Linked DNA regions of Mus musculus: all the other regions are linked to region 3. A link is a contact called in public ChIA-PET, HiChIP or PLAC-seq and promoter capture Hi-C data. All regions are on one chromosome and are shown on one strand. The core of a region is the stretch at or near the end of the contact, and the rest is flanking DNA. Distances in the headings are between cores, read along the strand shown.

The links. Promoter capture Hi-C pulls out the DNA fragments that hold promoters and counts their contacts. ChIA-PET counts read pairs in DNA pulled down with a chosen protein or histone mark. HiChIP or PLAC-seq counts read pairs in DNA pulled down with a chosen protein or histone mark.
Region 1: a contact with region 3 is called in a promoter capture Hi-C map of embryonic stem cells, with 30 read pairs. The contact joins the promoter of Prkch here to the promoter of Six1 in region 3. A contact is called at or near these places in 7 of 39 promoter capture datasets (the HPC-7 cell line, cranial neural crest, embryonic stem cells and 3 more), 4 of 484 Hi-C or Micro-C datasets (all in embryonic stem cells), 10 of 115 datasets of contacts at active chromatin or transcription factors (bone marrow-derived macrophages, craniofacial prominence, embryonic basal ganglia and 5 more) and 2 of 9 other capture datasets (adipose tissue and embryonic stem cells).
Region 2: an RNA polymerase II ChIA-PET map of memory CD8 T cells shows a contact between it and region 3, with 8 read pairs. The contact joins the enhancer-like site here to the promoter of Six1 in region 3. A contact is called at or near these places in 5 of 115 datasets of contacts at active chromatin or transcription factors (embryonic forebrain, kidney, large pre-B cells and 2 more) and 2 of 9 other capture datasets (adipose tissue and liver).
Region 4: an H3K27ac HiChIP or PLAC-seq map of thymic regulatory T cells shows a contact between it and region 3, with 4 times the contacts expected there. The contact joins the enhancer-like site here to the promoter of Six1 in region 3. A contact is called at or near these places in 1 of 484 Hi-C or Micro-C datasets (embryonic stem cells), 6 of 115 datasets of contacts at active chromatin or transcription factors (the SCID.adh cell line, differentiating embryonic stem cells, memory CD8 T cells and 3 more) and 2 of 9 other capture datasets (adipose tissue and embryonic stem cells).
Region 5: a contact with region 3 is called in a promoter capture Hi-C map of pre-B cells. The contact joins the promoter of Snapc1 here to the promoter of Six1 in region 3. A contact is called at or near these places in 7 of 39 promoter capture datasets (the HPC-7 cell line, hippocampal neurons, liver and 3 more), 3 of 115 datasets of contacts at active chromatin or transcription factors (bone marrow-derived macrophages, embryonic stem cells and stem cell-derived neural progenitor cells) and 3 of 9 other capture datasets (adipose tissue, embryonic tail and liver).

The regions. Positions count from the first base shown.
Region 1 is chr12:73,583,299-73,588,222 of GRCm38.p6, forward strand. It overlaps Prkch (protein kinase C, eta), which reads left to right and starts at 1,498. Exons shown (of 14, transcript NM_008856.4): 1 at 1,498-2,227. The coding sequence starts at 1,865. It overlaps LOC115488016 (collagen alpha-1(I) chain-like), which reads left to right and starts at 380. Exons shown (of 3, transcript XM_030247047.1): 1 at 380-469; 2 at 913-1,011; 3 at 1,132-1,837. The coding sequence starts at 380. The coding sequence ends at 1,797.
Region 2 is chr12:73,714,705-73,719,888 of GRCm38.p6, forward strand. The region is part of intron 9 of Prkch (protein kinase C, eta); the gene reads left to right. Among named protein-coding and RNA genes, the nearest start is that of Gm34189, 65 kb to the right of the region's middle. Within about 2 kb of position 1,342, at least 86 of the 459 cell types and tissues checked have an H3K27ac peak or open chromatin away from gene starts, as enhancers often do. A contact at or near this core is called in memory CD8 T cells and thymic regulatory T cells, where this site is marked.
Region 3 is chr12:73,043,127-73,048,077 of GRCm38.p6, forward strand. Six1 (sine oculis-related homeobox 1) reads right to left here and starts at 3,586. Exons shown (of 2, transcript NM_009189.3): 1 at 2,741-3,586; 2 at 1-703. The coding sequence starts at 3,300. The coding sequence ends at 409. It overlaps Gm51264 (predicted gene, 51264), which reads left to right and starts at 2,759; the gene lies at 2,759-2,822.
Region 4 is chr12:73,600,430-73,605,242 of GRCm38.p6, forward strand. All of the region lies in intron 1 of Prkch (protein kinase C, eta), which reads left to right. Among named protein-coding and RNA genes, the nearest start is that of Prkch, 18 kb to the left of the region's middle. Within about 2 kb of position 3,467, at least 58 of the 459 cell types and tissues checked have an H3K27ac peak or open chromatin away from gene starts, as enhancers often do. A contact at or near this core is called in the SCID.adh cell line, memory CD8 T cells, regulatory T cell precursor and 1 more, where this site is marked.
Region 5 is chr12:73,961,087-73,966,327 of GRCm38.p6, forward strand. Snapc1 (small nuclear RNA activating complex, polypeptide 1) reads left to right here and starts at 3,411. Exons shown (of 10, transcript NM_178392.5): 1 at 3,411-3,660. The coding sequence starts at 3,476. It also overlaps the pseudogene S100a11-ps.

The sequences.
Region 1 (4,924 bases), core at 248-2,747, 540 kb after region 3:
GTTTGGAGCCCTCGTGGTTCTTAAGGCGAACCGGCAGCTCTCTGGAGGAGCCAGGTCCAGCTCTTTAGGGAAGAAGTCAGAGTTGCTTTCACCCAGCCGACTCTACCTCTACAAACGGGTTGCTAGCACACTTTGGAGAGCTCTGCCTGAACTGAAGTGACCCTCTACTTCCTTGCCCCACTCTTTCAGGAAGCCTTGGTATTTCCAAGAGAGGCCCATCCGGCCAGCCCATTGTTCTCCATCTCATCCTATAGTGTGAAGCTGTTACTGGTGAGGTCTCAACTCCCTAATGAGAAACTGCCCAGAACCTTCTCAGCAAGCCAAACCATGTGCTAGAAAGGGGACAGACGACCAACCAGCCTGTTCAGTAAGAACGAGTATGGTGAGCGTCCTTAAGCGTCTTAAGAATGGCCTGGACTTTATAGGAGACATATTGGTTGCGGCTGGCCCTCAGGGAGCAAGCTTTATGGTAGAATGGATTAGACCAAAAGGTGTTCCTAGGAGACAAAACCTGTAGAAGTCACGAGATGGGTAAACTTAGGGTCTGCCCACTCTGACAATAACAACCTAGAGTGTTTGTTCCTAGAAGAGGCAGCTGAAAGCCACTGTGTGTCAGGGTGGCGCATGTGAACACTTTGCTGCCCTTATAATGCAGGACTAGGTGGACCAGCAAACCGCCTCTTGCGGAGGAAGGGACTTATTACATCTTGGCCTTGTCAGTCTCCAGCAGAACCAATCTTTCCTGCTCTTTGTGCAGTGACACACCTCTCCCAGGAAGGAGTACAGGATTTCCATCATTACCATTGCCCTATTAAAAAAATACGCAAACAAAACAACTAATTACTCTCTGCCGAAAAGGCACATAAACAGGATGAGTCTAAGCTGAACCTGGGATGACCCATTCCGGTAAAGATTAGGAAAGGGACCTCCCCTTCCCCACAGAACACCCGCCTCTGGCTAGGGCTCTGTCACCCTCCGGCAGGGTCTCCAGGCCACTACTTAGGGTGGGAGGTAGGAACTCCCTGCTGCTGATTTTCCGCATCCACCCGTCCTGCCAATTCTCTCCCCGGCTGTCTCCCACGCCTCAGGTGTTTGCTGGCGGTGGGCCTGGAATCCTTTCTTTTTGTCCAGCCCCTTAGGGCAGCCTCCAGCCCGAAACGCACCGCCAACCCGGCCACCGGGAGCAGGGATCCGCGAGCACTCAGGGCGGGAACCGCCCCTGGGGTGAGTGGGGAGTGCGGGCCCCCTTCACCGCGTAACCCCGGCACCCACCCCTCAAGGCGGTGCTGCCCGCGGTGCGCCACGCCCCCGGGGTCCGGAAGGCGTGGCAGCCCGCACCGGGCTTCTGAGAACTTGGAGCCCGGCGGCGCGCGGCTCTGGCCGGGATGCGGCTGCGGTTGCTGCTGCTGCTGCTGCTTCCTGGTTCTCAGCTCACCGAGTGGGGGAGAGCGTGAGCCCGCGGAGGCGGGGGCAGGAGGAACGGGCGGAGGCGGGGGCAGAGACGCCAAAGCTGGAGCTAGCCGGACGGGTCGCTCCTGCTCTCCGGGGAGACTATCTGGCCGGCCCCGGAGAAGGGGCGAGCCCCGCGCGCTCCAGAAGGACGATCGGGAGCCCAGCAGCCCGCCGAGGGCTCGGAGCCCGGCTCCCCTCCTTTCCACCTCAGGAGAAAGGGCGGGAGGGAAGGAGGGGAGGGGAAGATCCCTCCGAGGAGGCGGAATGGCCGGTCGCAGGGGGCTCGGGCGCTGCTTCTTCCCAGAGCTGCCTCCACGCCCGTGGCAGCGGAGAGGACTGCCCTGAGCCCGGGCTCCGGGTTCCCCAGTGCCAGCCAGCGCGGCCCCCTCGGGGCTCCGGCAGCAGCGCCGGCATGTCGTCCGGCACGATGAAGTTCAATGGCTATCTGAGGGTCCGCATCGGAGAGGCTGTAGGGCTGCAGCCCACCCGCTGGTCCCTGCGGCACTCGCTCTTCAAAAAGGGCCACCAGCTGCTGGACCCCTACCTGACGGTGAGCGTAGACCAGGTACGCGTGGGCCAGACCAGCACAAAGCAGAAGACCAACAAACCCACCTACAACGAGGAGTTCTGCGCCAATGTCACCGACGGCGGCCACCTGGAGCTAGCCGTCTTCCACGAGACGCCCCTGGGTTATGACCACTTTGTGGCCAACTGCACGCTGCAGTTCCAGGAGCTGTTGCGCACGGCTGGTACCTCGGACACCTTCGAGGGCTGGGTAAGTAGCGATCGCCTCACTCCTCCATGTCTGCTGGACCTTCCCTCCTTTTAATTTTCGAAACTCGTCAGAGTCCCGCTCCCTCATCGCCCTGCAGGGGAAGGAATTCCCTCTAGACTTCGGTCCTTTCCCAGGTGGCCTGCACTGTTGACGCGACAGCCGTGGGTGTATGCGGGCGCAGGTGGGACTCTGGGAATCCGTCCTCTTTGTGGACCTGGACTTTGCACTTAGGGGAAGCCCAATAGTGATACAGAGTTCCATCCCCCTCCTCCCGGGGTAGGGGGTTTGGGAATCACAACTCTCATATAAAGAAAAGCAGAGAAAGGGCGATATGAAAGGGATATGGTTTGAATCAAGTGCTTCAAACACTTCTTAGGAGAAAGCCATACATTCTCGCGAGTATTATTCATAGTGTTTATGGATGCATGTTGGTTCAGCCACACAGACGTGCACACGTGTTTCAGCATGCACATCCATTACATCCCAGAGGTACAAAAGCTACACTGGCAGGGATCAGAGTGAGTGCATGGCTTTGCACCCTGGCAGAGTTTTGTTTAGCTTTTCCCTTGGGGATTGGGGGCGAGGGTGGAGGCGGGAGTGGTGGGGTGAGAGGTTTAAAACTTCTCTGTTTGCTCTTAAGTTCAGTCAGCCTGGGTGTATGGGTGCTTCCAAACTATTCCTCTGAGAAGAGGTGGCCAAGACACCTTAGGTTTGGGTCTCCTCCCTCTGCGTTGACCTTTAGCTGCCCGCAACTTCTTATATGCTGCTGCCATTCCCATAGTTCCCTGGAGATAGAATTTTTACTGTAAATTTCTCGAGTGCCTCACACAGCGCCAGAACGCCCATATGTCTTAATCCTCACGCTGTCTTTGTGATGCCGGGGTTATTGTGCTCACTCTGAGACACTGAAATGATAATTACAACGAAGTGGTCTGGCAAAGTGTAGTGTGTGGTAAAGACTCTAGAGTTTAATAATGGTCTCAGTTCTGGCAGGAGTGGGCTTGGAACCCGAGGTGAATCGCTATTCAGAATCTGTTTGAAATTCACAAGTGGCAGAACCAGATGGACAGTGACAAAGATTCATGGATATATGTATTTTATACTTTGAAGTGTTGTTAATTTCACCATATATTCTGAAATAGTACAGAAGGCTTGTAAAAATTCACCTTTTAAATAGAAATTAAAAAAAAAAAACCAAACCCATGACTCAAATTATGGGGTTAATTTCACCTTGGCCTTTCTTCTTCTTCTTCTTCTTCTTCTTCTTCTTCTTCTTCTTCTTCTTCTTCTTCTTCTTCTTCTTCTTCTTCTTCTTCTTCTTCTTCTTCTTCTCCTCCTCCTCCTCCTCCTCCTCCTCCTCCTCCTCCTCCTCCTCCTCTTCTTCTTCTTTCTTCTTCTTCTTCTTCTTCTTCTTCTTCTTCTTCTTCTTCTTCTTCTTCTTCTTCTTCTCCTTCTTTGGAATTTAGTAATGGGCTAGATGGAAACTGATTAAATAAAGTTAAAAGTTAACTTTGTTGTTGGTTTGAGACAGAGTCTCACACAGTAGCCCAGGCTGACTTGATCTTGGGACAAACCTTTTACCTCAGTTTCCCTGAATAAGTTTACATGTCTGTCTGTGAATTTCCAGACATGGAATTGAACTGAGCAAGTGAATTCTGAGTTAGTGTTTGGTTAGGAGTTAGGCTGGGCAAATCTCTAGAGGAATTAGGTACTGGAGTGTGGTGGTACAGGATGGTCATCAGCCATGATAAACATGTCCTGCTGGAGACAGTCTAGATTAGCTTGAAGATTTGAATTCCGTGGGAGCTTTTAAACACCTCTACTTTTAAATAAACTAGAGAGGAGCCTCTGGGCGTGGGCCTCCAGCATCAGTACTTAGAGACTTCCTAGCTGACAGAAAAAAGTTAGGTTTGAGAACATGAGCATAAAGGAAGACCTAGACGTGAGGCTATGATAAAAGAGAGCTATGAGTAGGGTTAGCTAGGCAGGGCATGGAGCTGTTTATTGTTGCAGGAGATGAATGAAGATTTAAATGGGAACTAAAGTTCAAAGATCTATATTGCTTAACATTCTGCCTAGATGTTAATGGGGCCCACTAGGGGCATTTTGGGAAATTTAATGGTAGAATAGGACCAGCATTTAAATGATGCCGGTGATTCCTCATGAATTTGTATATTCATTTAGATGGTATGTATGTCTGTCAGTGTGTGTGTGTGTGTGTGTGTGTGTGTGTGTGGCTGTGTTTTGAAACCGAGGATAGTATGACTAGAATGTTTTCTTGTTAAGAATACTCTTCAAAATTATCTTTTACAGACTGTAGAAATGCATTTGTGTATCAAATTCAAATGCATAATTTGTTCACAGTTCAAGTGGAAGAGTAAAGATTATTCTGGTTGTAGTGGAACTACAAATTGCTGACCTAAAAAAAAAAAAAAATCCAGCAACTGCTGGAGCCTAAGAAAGGGATGTAACCATGAGTTCATTATAAAGCAGCCTTTTTATTCTCATTAGAATAGACTCTGAACCTCTCTATGCTTCATTGCCCCAGATACTTTCCAAGTATGAAGATGGTAACCAGTTATTCTGGATTTAATATGAGTTTGTTGGTGTTCTGTGGTGGGAGAAAGGCAAAGAGCTATTTTAGCAAAATGTATATCTGGTGCCAAATCCAGCATCTTACATTTTTATTAATTGTAC
Region 2 (5,184 bases), core at 92-2,591, 670 kb after region 3:
GAAACGCAGAGGCTGAAGAAGCAGTCTCACACCTTTGCTAAGGAGTTTAGCCATAACCGTGGACGTCCAAGGTGTCAGTAAAAGCCCTCCAACTGGAGAACAGCCTAAGACATTCACTCAGGTTCAGGTTGCTGTCTGGAGAGGAAGGAGGCAGATGAGTAGGTGAGAAGGCTGAGCCAGTGACTTTTGACCTCCTGGCCCAGGGCTGTGATCCCAGGAGTGGATTGGCATGGACTGTAAAGGCCTTCACTGGGGGCAATCCAGAAAGCAGGTCAGGTAGGAGAGTGGGGCTCCATGGCCTTTTGATCTGGTAGAAGCTGGAATACAAAATCCTTCGCTGCCTGTCTGTGGAGACAGAGAAGAGGAGGGCTACAAAGGGAGGTCCGCAGGAGGGCAGAGATGGGTGGCGAGCAGGTAGACAAGAGACATAGAAGCGCATTCACAAGAGGAGACTCAACTAGTAGGGAGTCGGGTCACCAAAGAACTTGGAGGTATGTCTTGGATTGGGCAGAAAGTGGTGGGGGTTTTTGGCAGCGACTACAGAGCCAATCTCTCTGTTCCAACCACCCTCTGGAGTTTTACTACAGAATTAACAGTGTCCTCTCCCAGAACAGCTTTTCTAGTATATTTCTACCAACTTTCCTTCCTCACCTGAGGGACATTATTGTCTCCCTCACTTGCTGTGATGAACAACCTGATGAAGGTGACTTACGGAAGGGTTTGTTTTGGAACTAGAAGCAGCTGGTTAGGTCACAACCATAATCAGGAGACAGAGTTGAACACTAGGACTCAGCTTGCTCCCTCCCTTTTTATACAGCTGGGGAACCCCAGCCCACAGGATGGCAGCACCCATGTTGTAGGGTCTTTCCATGCCAATTAACTTATTCTAGAAATTTGCTCACAAATTTGTCATCTAGGTGATCTTAGATCCTGTCAAGTTGTTTCCCTTGTCTGGTACATAGGCTGGTCAGGGTTCATTGTAAGACAAGGCTGTTACAAGTTCTGGCCGCCAGGACACACTTGCCTTGGGGGTTGTGAATTCCTCCAGGTTCAGAGTCCAAGTTCCCAAACCTTTGCTTGCAACGTTGGAGACCTAAGAACCTTACCCACGATGAGTCTGTCCACACAAGGTATGCCTTGACCCCAGGCTTGACCCAAGGGTTGCTAGGTGTTTGAATGAACATCTTATGTGGTGTGCAGAATGATGAAAAACAAAACCATTAGACTCCATTTCACTGTTTCTGCTGTGAAGCCTTTGCAATCGTTCTTAATGTGGTTAAATTCAAGTGGTTTCCAGTTCAGGCATGGTGCAATCAAATTTCCTCACAAGGGTGCTTTCCACCATGACCTCTTTGACGTCAGTAACTGCTTCCTGTTGATGCGAACTCTCTGTCTGTTAACCCAGCTGACAACGTGGTCAGCGAAAAGTAACGAAACAGCGAGGCCTAGGAGACCGTTCAGCGCTGTGCTGTCTGTTTCCAGAGGCTCTTAATAGCACTCTGCAGCTTTCAATATGGGGCTCGTTATTCACACAGAAACACTTCCCTGCAGCTCTTGGAGTCTGATGAGCGTAGATAGGCCTTCCAGTTCAACAGCGCCTCGAGTCACTATCTAAATTATTCATAACCGTAAATGTAATTGCTGTTCTTTGATTTTGTTTTTCTCCATCTTCGCTGTGGCCAATGTGCCGTGACTGTTTCTTATTCAAAACGTTTCATTCCCAAAACAACATGTCTGCCAATGAAACATTATTTGTAAATCAAAATGATGATGTAGTCTAGTTTTAAACAAAGAAGACTCCTTCTTAGTGTGGCTGTAAGGGTGAGTAAGTGCTACAGAGGGAAAGGGACTACCACGCTGGCGTGTTGCAGTCTGCCAGGCAGCCCGTTTGTTTTGCGAGAATAATGTTTAAAAATCCAGAAGGCTGAGAATCAGACTCTTTATTCAGTGCTAGAGAACTGGGAAGCTGACTGGAACTGAGGGCTGGCTTGGTATAATTTTGGTTATCAACACAATTTTGTGACTCTTAAAAAATACTTCCTAGAATGAAAAGTCCTTACCTGGTCAAGGTCATTGCCATGTGGCATTAGGAAATGCTTCTGCTCAACAGCTGGGTGTGGAGCTAGGGGGACTCTCATTTCCTTGGACCTGCTAGACTTTGGGTTGCCTTTAAACTGGCTATGTATCAGGGCTGTCTGTCTGTGTGTCTGTACATATATGTGTGTCTATCTGTCTACGTCTGTCTGTCTCTCCCTATGTATGCATGTGTATATGTGTGTGTCAGTGTGTGTGTGTGTCTCTCTCCTTGTCCTCCTCCCCGTGTCCTGTGTGTGTGTGTGTGTGTGTGTGTGTGTGTGTGTGTGTGTGTGTCTGCCGGCCCTTGTGTGTTGTATATAATGGGTTACTGTTGGATGGGCTGCAGTTCTAGTCCTGGGGCCATGTTGGCTGAAGCTGTAGTGGAGAATTATGCAAAAGGGGTGATAATAGTGATAGTTGGTATCACGTTTTGAGCACTTTCTGTAGGCCAAATACTGGTCAAAGCTCTTGGCTTAACAGAGTTAGTACTCGAATTTAGTCATTTTGACACCTCCATTTTGCAAGGTGAGTTGAAAGAAGGGAAGGGAAGAGATGGAGGGAAAAAGAGAAAGGAAGAGAGAGAAAATTTGAATAAAGTTCAGCAGAAGCTGCCTGTACCTATTGAGAATTTTGGGTCCACAGCTCAGGCATTATCACAGAGATACCAAGGACTTGGTACTGGGCACAATGTCTTCTTTATCGTCTCCTAATAAGTTCTGTTTGTTAGGATTCTGTTGAAAGGGCCTGGCACTCTGCGGCCCCTTGCTTCTGTCTATGATCCCACAATCACTGTTGCTGTAGGCATTTTGCCCTAGATTTTAAATCAGGAAGCTCCTCCCTCCTTAAAAAATTGTATGTATTTTACTTAAAATTTTCCTGGAAGTAACAGAAAACTTACCTGAGGCTATACAAGAAAGGACCTAATGATAAAGATTCACAAATATGAGAGGCATGGTGGTACCCGAAGCTAGGAATTGACACAAGGTACCCTGGTGAGGTCTTCTAATCCCACTCCCTGGTCTTATTTCTGCTCCACTCTATATTTCCTGCTTCATTCTTAACCTTGCATTTACCTATCTGTCTGTCCATCTATCCATCCATCCATCCATCCATGCACCATTCTGTTACACTAAAGAATTTCATGTATTCCTGCCAGAGACAGCTTCAGCTCTCGGAGTCATGTTCTAACTCACAGCTCAGACTGGATTAAAATTCTTTATCTCAGTTTGAATGTTCTGGGAAAGAGACTCAGGAAGCGTAGCCTTGTTCCAATCAGTCGTGTGCTGGAGACACAACAGTTGTCTGCGTGGCCCTGAACAGATACCTCCGAAGGTGGTCTTCCTGCAGTCATAGAATCATTTTGTCACTTGTCCCATCTTAGTGGAGCTCTGCTACATAGCCAGGCCTTGCCTCATCTAGTTGGGTGTCAGTTTCAACTCCCAGGAGCGACCTAGAATGAGAATGTTGAGAAGTGTCTCCCGCTCAGGGGCTATGTGTTGCCAGAGAGCCAGGGCAGAAAGCTGACACAGGCAGTGGGTGACAGGAACCGAGGCATGTGACGACAGGAATTGTATTATTGCCATGCACCAGCTCCTTGAACTCTGTGCCTGTAACTAATACAGGGCGTGGGGACCGAGGGATTTCTGAGTTGCTTTTATTCCCTCAGGTGTTCATGATTCCTTGCTGAAGGCTGGCATTTGTGGTTAGTTGAATCAGAGACCAGAGAGAGGCACACCAGACAGACAAAGGGCTTGGCTTTGAAACTGAAGCCCAACCAGTCTCCTGGACATTGGGTTTCCTACTACACAGGCCAGGGCAAATCTGCCTTCAAAGAGCCAAAGCCACAGGTGACGCTCAGCAGATACTTGGGCTCAGCTTCTAGGAAACTGGGTGCTAGGAGTCCTGACATGGCTGTGCATACAGATTTTAAGTACAGAGAGAATCCCCTGGCTGACTCTGCCAAGGTAGGATTAGCGGAGCCCTCCCTGCCCTAAAAGTGGATCACAGCCACCTTAATCCATTATACAGTCCCTCCCTAATAACACAGGATTCCCCTAAAGGGTTTCATCTTATTTCACAGTAGTGTGGATTGGGCAGGTAACCATCAGAAGGGGGCCTTTGAGGTACTCCTCCTAGCTGCCAAGATGTAGCACTCTCAGCTCCTTCTCCAGCACCGTGTCTGCCTGCCTAGACATTGCCATGCTTCACGCCATAATGATAACGGACTGACCCTCTGAAACTGTAAGCCAGACCCAATTAAATATTGCCCTTTATAAGAGTTGCCTTGGTCATAGTGTCTCTTCACAGCAATAAAACCCAAACTAAGACACCTTTTTTAGCCAACATTTTAGAACAGGGTCAATAAAAGTTCAGGTCTCTAGAAGTTTCTTTGCAATTAAAAAAATAAAAACATGTTGCTGATTGATAAACATAATTTTAGCTTGTACCTTGTCACATGGCTTTCATAAACTAGATCTTGTCTTCATTTCATCCCGGTTGCCTCTCCTCTATCTTGACTTTCCTTTTTCCTTGACTTAAGTGCTGGTAGCAGCTGAGGGGCTGTGAATGGTACCCAGTATTCTAGTTTGGTGCCAGGCCCATAGTAGAAGTGAGACTCTGGATGGAAAGAAGGAAGAACATTGAACAAAACATCCTTAGTTTTAAGTCTGAATATCCCATTTCTCTCCAGATAGAGCAGAGGAGAAAGTGCTAGATTCTGTAGGTCGAGATCTCCCCCCCCCACCCCCCCACACACACCAGGGCTATAGCAAGAGCCAAGATGGAGGGGAAAGAGAAGACCTGAAGGCAGCATATTCTAGCTTCTCACACCTGCAGTTTAGACCAGGGTCTGGCCTTTCAGAATTTGGGATATGAAAAAGATATTGTATGTGAAAGAGAATTCCTTCTAAATGTCCTTATCCTCTCATGACCACTGCTGCCGTGGAAACTCTTGCCAAGGACGCTGACAACAGCTTCAGAATGGCCACTTACCTATGGGCTGACTTCCAGTAAGGGGTGTTCACTAAAATGGGGATTTGAGTGGCTGACTGCTTCCATGAAGGTGACAGTCTGGTGCTACTTATTCAGGGATGCTGTAGGGTGGCTTTT
Region 3 (4,951 bases), core at 2,336-4,835:
CATAAATAAATTAAAAAAATAATTACAATCCAGCTGATTTGTAATTTCTGTTCATTAAAAGAAGACGAGGAGGAGGAGGAAGAAGAGGTGGAATAAGGGACTACTGTAAAGGATGCCTGGGTTGCCCAGAACCAAGCCTGGCTGTTTTTGTTATTTCCTGACCTTTTAGTGGGAGGGGAAATGCAAGGGTATTAAGAGTTGGAGAGGAGGGAGAGGATGCTCAACTGAGACCGCTGTTGGTTGTAATTTTTAAAAAGACAATTGTGAAAGCCTGTGGTTCCTTTCTGCGCAAAGAACCCCAGAAACAAGCTGCAGAATTGTCCCTGGCTTCTATGTACAAGTGTCCCCTAGATTGCTGCGGTTGGTTGCTGCTCCGGCCATCCCTTCAAGGCCCCAATATCTCCCCACTTAGGAACCCAAGTCCACCAAACTGGAGGTGAGTGGGCCCAGCAGAGAGTCCTGGAGCTGGTGCTGATGGGCTTGCAGACCGTGGCTGGGCTGGGAGGCTGTGAGGCCTGGAAGAGAATAGTTTGAGCTCCTGGCGTGGCCCATATTGCTCTGGAGCAGAAGGACCGAGTTCTGGTCTGGACTTTGGGGGGGTGAGAACTCCTCTTCTGAGCTGGACATGAGCGGCTTGCCCCCTTCCAGAGGAGAGAGTTGATTCTGCTTGTTGGAGGAGGAGTTATTGTTTTCGGTGTTCTCCCTGAGAAATAGAGGACAACGCCATATGGTTAAAAAGAAGTTTTGTTTTGTTTTGTTGCTGTTTTTAAAAAGTGTGAGATGAAAGAAGGGGGGCTGGGAGGAGGAAAGGGCCGTTGTGCAATCTGTCACCAACCCAAACGGAGGCGCTCTGCCTCCCACCCAGCCCCAAGGGTCATGGGGGAGGTGAAGAGGCAGCCTAAAGAAATGGGGGTGGGGGGCTGCTGGGAGATAGTTCCTTACTTTACTGTACGTCTCACAGTCGGGTGAACCAGATTTATTTAAAATAAGCCAAAAAGAAAAAAAAAATGTTTTCAGCTTTGTATGTTTAAGTACCTATTAACCAGCCCCATAGTTCCAAGTAACTGTTTGGAAGCCTTCCGACAAATGGTTGTTGCAATAACGAAATGATCGGGAGACAAACTGCCCAATGCACAAATGCTTGCTCTGACCCAAGTCAATTGCCTGCCTCCATCTGAGGAAACAATTAGATGACCAGTTTCCCTGCCCCTGTCTGGAGGCTGGGGTTCCAGAGACCTAGGACAGGTCATGGGAAGTCGTGCCCAGAGCGGCCCAGTGACCTGAGTAAACACAGGGAGCTTAGCCAGTCTCTCGGATTTCACCCGGGAGTGGGCCCTCGCTTGGCTTGGGGACCGGCCGTTTTGTAAACTAAAGGGTAGCTGGAGCCGAGCAATCCCTGTTTCGTTACTCCTAGTTCATTCCCCAGCCCCTCCTGCTCTCCTCTCTGAGCTGCTCGCCCACAATCCAGAGCCTCCCACCCTTTCTCAGCCGGGCAAACTTCGCTGCCCCGCCCCGGCTGGGCGCCGGCCGACCCCGCACAACGGAGTGTCAGTCCGTCCCCGCACCGGGTCCCCGGGTCCCCGGGTCCCACTCAACTTCAGGACTGCTCGCTCTTCCTCCTTTCCAGCGCCGGCGGCCACCCGGAGCCTAGCGCTCGCCCGCCTGCACACTCCCTTCCCAGCACCGTCTTTCTCTTCCGGAGAGCCCCTTTCCCCGGAATTTAGGCAGGCTCTGTGGTTTCCCCACCCAGGGGGAATCCTGGAAGCCAGATCTTCGGCCCCCAGGCTGACAGTGAACAAAGGCGAGCACAGCGGGGCTCTGTGCCCAGCTCCCCAACTTTTCCGCCCCGCGCTCCTCCGAACCTCGGCCAGAAGCTCCGCTACGAACCTCCCGGGCCGAGGAACCGCCGCGTCTGCGAGAGGAGAGGAGGGGAGAAGGGAGACTTTTCCCCTTTCTTTCTTTTTCTTTCTTTCTTTTCTTTTCTTTTTTTAAAGCTTTGCTTCCGTGCTCCCGGGAGGGGGAAGCCAGCGACTGGAGCCCTTCTCCTCGCCCGCAGCGGCGGCGGCGGGGCCAGCGAAAGCAACCCGGCCAAGCATGAGGGAGCGCGGCAGGCGGCAGTCTTCTCCCGGCTTGGGGCCTCTGATAGGACACCCAGCAGCGACACCCCCAGTGTCCCCTTTCCAGGGTATTTCTTTTTACAAGACTCCTCCCTTTGTCCAACTAGCGCGAAATGAAGCAGAACTCTCCTCCATAGACTAGCCGGAGAGAATGAGCAGAGAGCCGGGAGGTACTGGGGGCCGAGCGTTCGACTCAGACCAGCTTCAAGACGGAGCGAAAGAGCGGAGGTTCGAGACCTTCCGCCGTACCGAACAGCTTCCCTCGCGATACCAAGCAATACCCCCGTTTCCTCTGATCTACAAACTCCCTGGCCATCCCTTCTCTTCGCCGGAGCCAGCCCGGAGGGCATGAAACAAACCCAACGCCGACCGTTCCCCACACTTTCCCTCACCAAAGAAACCCACGCGCGAGTGCTCCACGCAAACGCGACCCAGTCCCTAACAGGCAACCTCAAGAGTTCATGAACCTTCACAGCAGCGTCGCCGAGGCCGGGGTGCCGCCCCACGGACCTCTGCCGGGTGGCGGCGGGTAGGAAGCTGGTGGCGACGCCTGCGGGGGGCAGAAGGGAGCGAAGGGTGAAACTTCCCGGGGTCACCCGAGCCTGGGCAAGCACGCCGCGTACCTTTCCTTGGCCTCGGCGGCCCGGTCTCTTTGCCTCCGGTTCTTAAACCAGTTGCTGACCTGGGTGGTGGTGAGGCCGGTGGCCTCGGCCAGCTCCCGTTTCTCCCTCGGTGAGGGGTAGGGGTTGTGCGCGTACCACTCCCGCAGCACGCCCCGAGACTTCTCCTTAAAGCAGTAGCTGGTCTCCTCGCCGTCCCAGATGGTCCGCGGCAACGGGAATTTTCGGCGCACCCGATATTTGCCCACGGCACCCAGGGGTCGGCCGCGAAGTTTCTCGGCCTCCACGTAGTGCGCTTTCAGCCACAGCTGCTGCAGTTTGGGGTGATTGTGAGGCGAGAACTGGTGGCTCTCCAGTATCTTGTAGAGCTCGCGGAAGTTGCCGCGGTGGAAGGCGACCACCGCCTTGGCCTTGAGCACGCTCTCGTTCTTGTGCAGGTGATCGCAGGCGGGCAACGACCACAAGAACCTGCCCAGGCGTTCCAGGTTCCCTCCTTGCTGCAGAACTTCGCACACGCACGCCACTTGCTCTTGCGTAAAACCAAACGACGGCAGCATCGACATGGCTGGCGCTGCCGGGGCGCACGGGCCCGGGCGCACGCGGCAGTGAGCAGAGCTGGGAGAGCAGGGGGCGGCTGCCGCGGGGAGGGGGGCGCGGCTGCTCCTAACCCCCTCCCTAGCCTTGGCGCGGGCGAAGAGACCAGTCGAACCTCGGCGGGTGGGAGGCCAAGGAAGACGAAGAGAAGTAGGGGTGAGCTAGACTCCGAGTGGCTGGCGTTCTCTACAGCCTTCTGGGCCTCGCTGGCTCCCGCCTGCCGCCGGGTGGATGCTGCTGGTTGCCGGGGAACTTGGTTTCTGTTCTCCCCGCAGCGGCCTTAAAGCGCGCAGCGTCCCCGACACGCTGATTGGCTGCGAGCGGCGCCTATCCGAAGCTGGCCAGCCTGCGCGCCGCCCGGCCCGGCAGCAAAGCCGCGCCACCCTGCCGCCCCGCGTGGGGAGGGCGAAGCTACCGAGTGCTGCCTAGGATAAGAAGTGGTGGGAGGAGAAGGACCCGGAGAGGTGGGAAGTGAGGTGGGGTCGGGAGGAGGGAACTGGGGTGCTGAAAAGGGTGGTGACCAAGTCAGGACCTTGCGAAGCGGCGCCCTCTTTGGTGTCACCTAAGGGGAGCCTCACGCAGCACAAATCAATGGCTGCAGACGTTCTAATGACCCTCTTCTCCATATTCTTAGCCCTGTCTCTTGCAGTCTTGGCTTTTCCCGGTGAGCTCATATTTAATTACCTTAATGTTAAGATGAATAAATAATGGATTGATGAATAGCTTATGGAATGAGATAAATAATACAAAAGGAGACTAGGGTTCTGTGCTGCAAGCACTCTGAAAGTGGCTTCTTCCAGGTTTGGTTCCTGGAGGTGAAGACAAACCTAGCCCCCCACCCCCACCCCCACCCCCACCCCCCAACTCCTACACCCTTTCTCTTCCTAACTCCTAACACCTCCTAAAGGTCTCAAGGACTCTGATCTGGGCAACATTCCCCTCATTCTCAAAGTGCCTCTAGAAGAGGGATCAGAAGGGTTGACCCTGGCACTGTAGCATAGAGACACCAGGGCTTCATCTGCAATTTAGAATCTTGCTGTCCATAGACTTCTGGACTCAGTTTCCCCAGTTGTACGGTTGCGTTTTTTCAAAGCAACCCCTGCTACCGATGGATGCTGAAAAGCTTTACTTGCCATTAGCAAAAAAAAAAAAAAAAATTGGGGAACCTCATGCAAAAGGCGCTGAATGGGGTGTAAATTAAATAAAACTGCGCCCAGCTCCAATAACTGTCTGGTTGTAACATAATCCTTGCCCTGCTCTGAGAGGGACACTGCCCTCTAAGCTAGAACCACAGTGGCTCCAAGAAGATTAAATAAAGTGTGTGTGTGTGTGTGTGTGTGTGTGTGTGTGTGTGTGTTTGCAATGCTGGCCTATTTTACTGCCAGCCAATGAGATGTGTCCTGCAATTTAAGTTCCATCATCTGCTATTTTGTTTCTGTGGGGAGAATGCTTAGTAAAACTGCACAGACAAATGAAGCTGTAATTAACTTAAGCCTCATTTGCACACCTTGTTCCAAAGCAATTATTAAAAAGATTTCAAAAACAATTAGCCTCTCTAAACAAAGATAATCTATTGTCAGTGGCTAAGTCAAGCAAGAGATAAGAACAATGGGTGGAGAT
Region 4 (4,813 bases), core at 2,217-4,716, 560 kb after region 3:
CATTCCGAATAGGATTATCTGTACTTTTGTCTGCTGTCTGGACACTTGTTTTGGTTCTTCCGGGCTTCAGTTGGCTTTACATTAGCATTTTCTGAGCTGTCTTCCTTTAAAATTTCAGAACAAAAGTCCATTTGCTCCCCAGTCCTGCACAGTAAGGTTTGCACTGGGTTGGAGTTGCTCAGAAGTCTCCACCAGTGGAGCTTGTGTTGTTTGAGTTCCTGCTGGGCCTCTTCTCTTTGTCATGCAGGCCCTGTACCTGGATGGTGGATATATTGATTTGCTGTGGCGCTGCTGGGGCAGATGTCTGCAGTGAATGAGAATGTGTGTATGGCTCTTTGCCCTGGCTTTGATGATGACCTTGCTATTTTCAGCCCCAAGCCGTGTTCTCTGTGCCAATGCTGGGACCCTCAGGCTCATCTCCGCATCTGGTGAAGTGCCTGCCCTTATGTGGTAAGGTTTTTGCAGAGAGTTGTAGAGGGAAGAAATTCTTCACGGCTCTCAGTTCTTGAGTCAGAATGGGGACTTAAGCACCATTGATTTGACCCTGAGAGCTGAAAGGTTTCCTTTAGAGATGTATCTTTCTGATGGAGATAGCAGTACATTTGGGGGTGGGTGGGACATGTGTGAGGTCCCAGAGGAATAGTTCATGGAGAATGATTCCGGGATGGATTTTGTTCCCTTGGCTGTGTAAATAAGTGCAAGGAATCACTTGCCAAACTCCTGGTCCTCCAATAAAAACTTAATAACTTAGTTTGGGTGATAGGCTGTAGATTTCAAATGAGGACAAGTTGAGAGGCTAAGCCGTGTCCACTGCATCAGATGTCCAGAATGTTCTAAGAGGCCTCGTGAGAACAGGCACCTGTGAGAGGAACAGAGTCCACAGAGGTACAGCTGTGAAGGGATGGCTGCCATTTAACTCATTGTCCCCGAGCTACCCCTTTCTCAGGAGATAGCCTGATGTTGCTGCCTCGGTCCTCTGGTTTGCAGTTCCCTTCAGATCTGAGGTTTTCAGGGGTCACTTTTGAATCCATTTGTTATAATTTGGCTCTGTAGGACTTATGCCTATAACATTTTGACTTTTATTAATTTTTCATAGTCTTCTTTTAGGCAGAGTCCTGCTCTATAGCACTGGCTGTCCCAGTACTGATTATGTGACTTCCAGACTTGCCTCACATTTACAGCCAGTGCCCTGTCTTAGCCTCCCGTGTGCTGGGAGCACAGCCGTACCTCACTCCTTGTGGCTCACAATTTTGTTTTAAATTAGAAAAGAATAATGATCCTGGAAAGTCATTTCTGTAAAGATATCACACGGCCCTTTTCATCAGTATTCTTTCTGTTGTCACTGTTTAAAATTTTTTAAAACTTACAGTCATGTATTTATTTTCTATGTGTGTGTTGGTCACATGTAGAGCCCTGTGTGTCACTGCAGATGACAGCTCGTGGGAATCCATTCTCTCCTTCCATCCTATGGGTCTCAGGTATTGAATCCAGGTTGTTAGGCCTGGTGGCAGGTGTCCTTACCCACTGAGAATTGTAACCAGTAGCCCTCCGACATAGTTTTGAAGAGCTCTATGTCAGTGGAGATCATGTTGAAAGGAAGAAACCATCCCAGGGAACTGATAATCACTTCAGTCTTCCCCAATTTCAAGCTCCTTGCCTACCAGTGAGCTCTCCTCAGGCTTAGGCAGGACTTTTCACGTCCTGACCTTTCTCTTGCCTAGGCAGGCCGCCGTTCAGGAAGGTCCTAGGTTACAGCTAGAGTCAACATAGGGGGAAATGTGTTAGTTCCCTAGCTCTCAAATACATTCTCCAGTGTTCTGAGAAGTCTGGTGTCCGCAGAGTGAGCACCTTCACAGACCTGCAGACTGTCCTCTGCTGTGGCCCTGATTTCAGATGCTGCCAGTCCTGGGGTGGGCCACCTTCCTCCATGCTGCTTTGTGAGATCTCTCCTCTTTCTGGACTGAGCCTTCCCTCTTCCGTCATCTGAAACATCCCCAGGCCTCCCAAGTAGCCTCCCTGGCTTTAGCTGACCAGGCGACCCAGCCCTGTCTAGACCTGGCTTGTTGTCTTTCTGATGTAGGCAACGGTGTCTCTCCACCTTTTTCCCAAAGAGAAACTACTTTTAAGGAGCCTTCTCTCCAGTCCATTCCCACAGGACTCAGCCTTCCTGAAGCCGAGGCACAAGGTCTTGGCTCCAGCTGAACCCAGGGGCACCCATGGTGTCCCATAGGTTGCTTGTTACTGATCTGGGTGGCTACTTCTTTCTCTTTTGGGCTCTTTGGGTTCTGTGTTTCTTCAGTGCTTACTGAGGGATGTTTTTCTCTTTATTTCTTTTGTACCTCTTCCACCATGCATCAGACATCACACTCCAGATGGCGTTACCTTCTTGTATACTCTTCACTGTATTGTTCTTGTGCCAGGGGCTCAAAAGCCCCACGTCCCATCTTTCCTGCTGACTGTGACCTCTGCTTCAAGCAATAGGCAGATTCAAAGAGGGCAAAGGGCTTTCTACTCTGTCTCCTTTGGCCTTCCCCCTCCCACAGCAGGATTAGGAAGAGGGGAAAACTATGGCACACACCTTTTCCACCTGAGGCACGTGCAAGAGCGGACCACTTGAGGGTCTAATGTGCTTCTGCACACGACCACTTGGGCATCCTCTACACATCTCCAAGCCAACAAGTTCACAATTAAACACTCACTTACATCTCATGATCACCCTGCTCCTCTGCCCATTTCCTGTCAGAGCTCACCATCATTCCGGTCAGCCGGGTACCATTGTGTCTGTTTCCTTCCGTCTGCCCCCAAGTTCATTTATTGTCGGATTCTGATGAATTGGATTGCAAATGGTTTGCTGTGTGATTTTTCCCCTTTCCATCAGCATCATCCCTTTTGGTATTCTTATCACCTGTATGGATTATTGAGATAGCTGTAGAGCTTTCTTCACAAAATAGACTTATTGTCTCAGATGAATCCTCAGGGCCGCCCCAAGGAGCTTCCTAAGACTCAACACTAACAGCTTTTCTGCTGGAGGGCTTCTAAATGAATCCTGTTCCCTTCCTCAGGCTGCTGGGGAAGATCCTCACAGGCTGGCTCCGACCATGTCTCTTCCTCCTCGTGCTTGCCTGGCTTCCAAGTTCATACATGGATGAGCTTTTCCTGTTCCTCCTTCTGCTCATGTTTCAGTTGCTTCGTCATTAGTAACTGTTGGAGGAGGAGGGAGAGGACTTGGGTAATAATGTCTGATGGAGTGAAGGAGGGTCTGTAGAAGAAATGTCCCTGTCTGTGTAACACCCACAAACAGGCCTGAGCACACACATCTCAACACGTGCTTTAGGCTTTCCTATGACAGGAGAACAGATCAGGTGCTCTTTGGAGGTTGTTGTCCTGTGGTTGGAGGGCAGAACCACTCATGATGTCATCAGAGATGACTGAGTTCAGGATAGAAGTGTCAGTAGGGAACTAGAGAGTTGTACCTCTGAGTATGCAGCGGGCACGTCTTGTAGGAAGTGGGTCCCGGAGTCAGTCTCCAGGGTAGGTCGGTGTTAACCATGCTGAAGGTGATGTGCACGCCTTCTCTCCTCTTCATCTTGAGGATCTAAATTTGTCACCTGGAGTTTCCCCTGTTCCTGTCTTTCTTTTCACCAGGCAGATACTAGCTGAGTGCTTTCAGCAAGTAAATGTGCCTAGGTCAGACTGTTGGTGGAAACTGGCTTCCTGATGAAGGCAGATGTTTAAGCCCCTGACACCGCTGCCCCACAGACTGTGCTGAAGGAATGTCAGTTGGATTGGACACCTTGAAGGGAGCCATGAGAAAGGGTTCTTTTCCTTCCCTGGAGTTGGCAGAAGTCTCTGTGATAGTTGGGAGACATGTGGGTACCCTTGTGGGAATATCCTTGTAAAAACCCTGATACCTATCTCTGTGGTCCAGCTCTGGTACTTTATGGGATGGGCAGAGAGAGTTCTAGGTATCCATTTGTTGTGAACTGCACTGCCAAACTGATTTGCAAGAGAAGGCCCTGCTTACAATAAGCTACTAATTCAGTGCACAGAGAAAGATGGTGGATCACATTTTAAGAATCATATGGTACTCTCCTTATTCATAAGGATGTTGATGGTTGTGGTTTGTCATTTTCTAGCGTTAGATACGGCTGGGAGAGGTACCCTTGATGATGAGTTGATCAGTAAGCACCGCTCTAGAGGTCTGAAGATGCCAGAATGTGTCCCACCTATCTTCGGGCTTTATCTCTCAGTTAATGAGAGATTTTCTTTTTATCTCTGCCTAAGGGCAGTCAATGTTTGACTTAGTTGGAATCCGACTTACTGGCTCCAGACCCGTCTTTCCACTGGGCTTCATTACCCCCTACTGTTGGGGCGAACTAGCCTTTGTGTTTTTTTTTTCAAAGACCCGACTTGATCAGAAGCATCGCACTGTAAGTGTTTCCACAGGAACTCTGCCCTTTGTCTGTGTCACTGTGGTGGCTGTGCACAGAACCCACAGGGCGGAGGTGTCACCATCCCCGTTGAAAATGCAACAGTTCTTTCCATCCCTCGGTGTGAATTTTCCAGTGGCTTCTGGGACCACTGTGGTGTCTTGAACCCCAGGGTTTACACGAGAACTGATAACGAGCAATCCTTACTGGTTCGTTGAAAGTTGGCATCTGGAAAGATGGCTTCATGTTTCCCGCTCAGTGAATATAAACGGCACATAAGGCACTGAAGCCTGTGGTATCATCTTCAACCCAGCCAGGGATCGTTAGCTATGGAGAAGGTGATTTTTTGTCCCTGTTTCTTTGGGGATCAGACATTGTTCTCA
Region 5 (5,241 bases), core at 2,161-4,660, 920 kb after region 3:
CACTCCTGTTCAAGTCACCGTCAGCCACAGTCGCAGCTGGACCTCGCTCCCCAACTTGGCAAAAATGCCTACAGAGATGGAGAGATGCATTGAGTCCCTGATTGCTGTCCTCCAAAAGTACAGCGGGAAGGATGGAAACGGCTCTCAACTCTCCAAAACTGAATTCCTTTCCTTCATGAACACGGAGCTGGCCGCCTTCACAAAGAACCAGAAGGACCCCGGTGTCCTTGACCGCATGATGAAGAAGCTGGACCTCAACTGTGATGGGCAGCTAGATTTCCAAGACTTTCTCAATCTCATTGGTGGCTTAGCTACAGCATGCCATGATTCTTTCCTCAGAACTTCCCAGAAGCGAATCTAATCCTCTCTGGTCCCTTCCAACCACCAAGTCATCACCTCCCCCGACCCCATCCACACCTGCACTGAGCACAGCACACCTACAGCAACATGTATCCCACGCCTGCTGGCAAAAATAAAACAATGCCATTTTTAAAAAGAGAAAAGAAAAAAGAGAAAAAGAAAAACTGGGTCAGTAAGACAATTTAGTCAGTGAAACTCTTGCAGGGGGAAAACTGAGATTTGAGTTAGAAATCCCAGGATCCCTGTACAGAAGGCGAGAAGTGACTGCCTGAAAGTGTGCTTTAGTATCCACGTACATGCCATGGCCACCACACACCCCTAAAAATAATGCCAAAACAACAACAAGAAGTTATGATCTAACACTCACCCCCAGAATAGCTGTAGCCATTTTGTTCCATGCCTGCCAGCTATTTCATAGTGTTGCTATAACATGCCTGCCAATCATTGACACATAGAAGTGACTGGGCTTAAAGCAACGACATCCTGACCACATACCCTGTTTTGTTCTGTATGAGGCTTGCTAATCTTAAGAAATTCTACAAAACTTTATGTAGGACCCATCAAATCAAAGGTCAATCTGAACTGTTATGTCTAAAATATCTTGAGTCAGAGCTGAGCAGTTGGCAGTCCTTCCTGCACCTATGTATGAGCTCGTGGTGGTTTTTGTGGCTGACACTGAAGAATGCTACTAATAAACCCAAAGTTAAGAGTATAACATGCATGCTCTGTTATCTCAATGCTCTGAAGTTTCCCTGTTCACCACCCTGCTTACTGTACTCAGGACCAAAGAGCTTTGCCTAGGAAGCCAACTGCTCGCCTCCTTGCCCTTTAAATGTCTGAAGCTGATTTTTCCTATAAAAAGTCTATCCTGAGAGCAGTCTAATACTACAGTTAAGCTTCTGAGTCCTTTTTGTTGTCCCAAACATTCAGTATGAAGATGTCTGTTCAATAAACTATTCTTACTTAAGATCAGTGTTTGTATGGTTTGGGAGGTGATTCTTGAACCCCAACACACACACACACACACACACACACACACACACACACACACACACACAAACACACACATACCCCTAAGAGCTCCATCATTTGCGTTCCTCCCAAGGCAATAGGGTTAACTAACAATCAACTGAAGTCCAAATAAACTCTCTCTCTCTCTCTCTCTCTCTCTCTCTCTCTCTCTCTAAGGTTTCTCAATGTAACCAGCCCTGGCTGTCCTGGACTCAGATTGTAGACCAGGTTGGCCTTGAACTCACAGAGATCCACCTGTCTCTGCCTCCTGAGTGCTGGGATTAAAGGTGTGCACCACCACCATACCCAGCTAACATTTTCTTTTCTTTTTTTTAAAGTAAATTGTCTTAAGGATTTTTGTCACAGGAAGTAAGCTTTAAAGTTGATATGAAAATTCAAATTTGATTAAGTCTTCTGTATTTTGTCCTTACAAAGTAGGTGGAGATGTGATTGTAGTGGCTTTGTTTATGATAGCAAAATCTGGAATTTATATAAACTCCAAGAGGGAACTGTGGGCAAATTGTGTATTAATTCAACAAAGTATTAGTGTTAATTCAACAGTGAAAATAGGAACTATGGCTGCAAATAGCAGCACAGATACATCTTGAATGTTTAAAAATATTTTGAAGAATATGAGTTGTAGATTGCAATTCTATTTTCATAAAATTAAAAATCAACTATAGCTGGGCGTGGTGGCAAACGCCTTTAATTCTGCACTTGGGAGGCAGAGGAAGGCGGATTTCTGAGTTCGAGGCCAGCCTGGTCTACAAAGTGAGTTCCAGGACAGCCAAGGCTATACAGAGAAACCCTGTCTCAAAAAAACAAAAAAAAACCCAAAACAAACCAAAAAACCCACTACAACTAAAATATATGTATACACACTGGACATCAACTTCTGGCCTCCACATGGGCCAGGAGGTGTGTTCATGAAAACACACACACACACACACACAAACAAACCATTACAAACAATAAAATAAATGCATCCATACAAGCACATCCCAGAATACCTTTTCTAAAGATTAGTGTGCCTTCAAAACAGAAATACAGTTCAAATACAGAATGCTAACCCGTAACAAGCCCCTGGGAGAAGCTAAAAAGTGGGATTTCTAGAGAGCTACTTTAGCCAAACAGTATATCAGACAGTGTGCTAGATTGTCAGAGGCAACAACGGTAGGAAACAGCAACTGCTGCCCAGAGTGGTTGCATATTACTTGGAGAGCCACAAATTAATCACTCAAGTAAGCATAGACTGTAGGGGATCTTGGCAATGAGGAAGAACCACGGGAGTTCCTTCCCTAACAAGTTCTCTTTAGATCATCTTCCCACGTGGAGGGAGGTTAGGGTGGTTGCTACTGTAGAGTCACTTTAAAGAAGACTGGCAGGCTAAGTGTAGTTTACATAAGTCAGGAGGCAATGAAGACCTCAAATCCTTTTGGGGGCTGTTAGTTGAGGCAGAGGCAGGCGGATTTCTGAGTTTTAGGCCAGCCTGATCTACAGAATGAGTTTCAGGACAGCCAGGGATATACAGAAAACCCTTTCTCGGAAAAAAAAAAAAAAAGAAGAAAGAAAGAAAGAGAGAGAGAGAGAGAGGGAGGGAGGGAGGGAGGGAGGGAGGGAGGGAGAGAGAGAGAGAGAGAGAGAGAGAGAGAGAGAGAGAGAGAGAGAGAGAGAGAGAGAGAGAAATCGAGTCTTCATGTCCTATTGATTAATAGTTAGCAGGCACTACTATTGTTTTATCTACCTACTTATCTAATTTGAAGGTCTTATTTATTTATTTATTTAGAGGGTCTCTCTATGTAGACCTGAAACTCGCTGCATACACCGGACAGGCTTGTAAATCACAGAAATCCTCCTGTCTCTGCCTCTCAAGCACTGAAATTAAAGGCGTGTATCACACCAAGTTCGGCTTCCTAGACTAAAATCACCTTGCATTTACGCACGCGCAAGAAGCGCCACAGGCGCCAGGTAAGACCCGGATGAAGGCGGGGCTTGAGGTCCCGGATAGTACGTCACGGAGTGCGCGTACGTGATGTGACGTGACTGGGGCGGTGCTACAGGGCCTTCTGGGCATTGGGGAAGCCGGGTCCGGGAGAGAGTGAGCATGGGGACTCCTGCGGGCGCCGGGACCCGTCCCACGGGCGCTGGAACTGTTGAAGGCGTGGGGATCCCTCCGGGCCTGCAGACTGACTACGAGACGCTGCTCAGCCGCTTCCAAGAGATGGACAGCGTGCGCTTCGAGGACTTCACGGAGCTCTGGCGCAGCATGAAGTTCGCGACCATCTTCTGGTGGGTGTGCCTCGTCCTCCTACCCTGTCTCTCCTGTGGGGAACGCAGCCTGCATCCCCGACCTCCGCCTTGGCGGTTTCCGTGGGTCGCCCTTGCACTCTGCTGGCTCGGCCCTCTGCATCTCCACCGCCTCCATCCGAGGCCAAACCTCCTCCAATCTTGATTGCCGAATGAATCCGCGGTTAGAAACAAAGTATTCCCACCGACACAGGGTCCTCTACGAACGAATTCATTTAGCATGCAACAACTGACGTTGCAAGTGCAGGTTTGAATCTCTGTGTATCGCCTTTAGTTGGATAAAGCCTAGATTCAAGCCAGTAGCTGCCTTTACCTCTGTCCCCAGCCTCATCTCCAGTGCCCACACCTTGCACTCACTCTCTTGGCTCGAGTTGCTTTTGGTACTCCACTGGCGTTTCCTAGCCTGGGAATTTTCCATCTCCTTTTGCTTGTCCACTTCGTCAGTCATTTTTGAACCCAAATGACAGTTCTTTAGGGAATTCTTTTGGCCTTCGGGACTAAGTGAGAGGCTCGAGTTCTGTCTACCCCCAGCACGAAGGGCTTATCTCACCGTCTAGAGTATATTTCATAATTAGAGACGCAGTCTTGGATAACGGTGAAGAGTGGAGATGATGGGTCTTGGGCATCAGGATTTGAATACAGCTCTCCAGTCCCCCTCCCCCAGATCTGAGACAACCCTTTTTGTCTGTAAACTAGATCATGATAGTGTGGGAATTAAATGAATCAATATATTAGCTGGTTCGACGTGTGAAATTAATGTTCAGAGTTATTACTACTCTTTGATTTCTCCCTTAGACTGAACTTAGTGAGAACAGCCATGTGATTAATGTGGTATTCCTTACTTGTTTTTGAGACTTGCCCTCATTGTGTGTAGCTTTGGCTGGCCTGAAACTTGCCGTTATACCAGACTGGCCTTGAGATCTGCCTGACTCTTCCTTCTAAGGTCAGGCATTCACCACCTTGCCCACGTTTGAATACGGTGTTTGTATTAATTACCATACCATATAAATTCTTGAAAAGGGTAAATGATTGAATGGAATCTTAATAGATCTTTTGTTGAATAAAATAGAACTTTTTATATTATTGATTTAGACTATTATGTAGATTGTCAGTTATTACAAATTAAGGTGTAAATTACTACAGGTGATGAAATTAACCTGCTCTGGGGCAGCACTCCTCTAAGCCCAGAATGTGGGGAGAATGCCCAGAATGTGGGGAGAATGCCCAGAATGTGGGGAGAATCAAGGCCAGGAGTACAAGGCCATCCTAGCTACAAAGAGAATTCTGCAGGAGACACTGTCTCAAAACCCCAAATAACAACAAAAATTATTTATTGTACAACTGATATTTTATGTAGCTAACTGTAATGGATTCATTATCTAATATACTTAACTTAGAGCTCTGAAAAGCTGGTATAAGTGTTCCATGTTTTAGAGATTAGAAAATTGAAGCTTATAGCCGGGCGTGGTGACGCACCCCTTTAATCCCAGCACTTGGGAGGCAGAGGCAGGCGGATTTCTGAGTTCGAGGCCAGCCTGGTCTACAGAGTGAGTTCCAGGACAG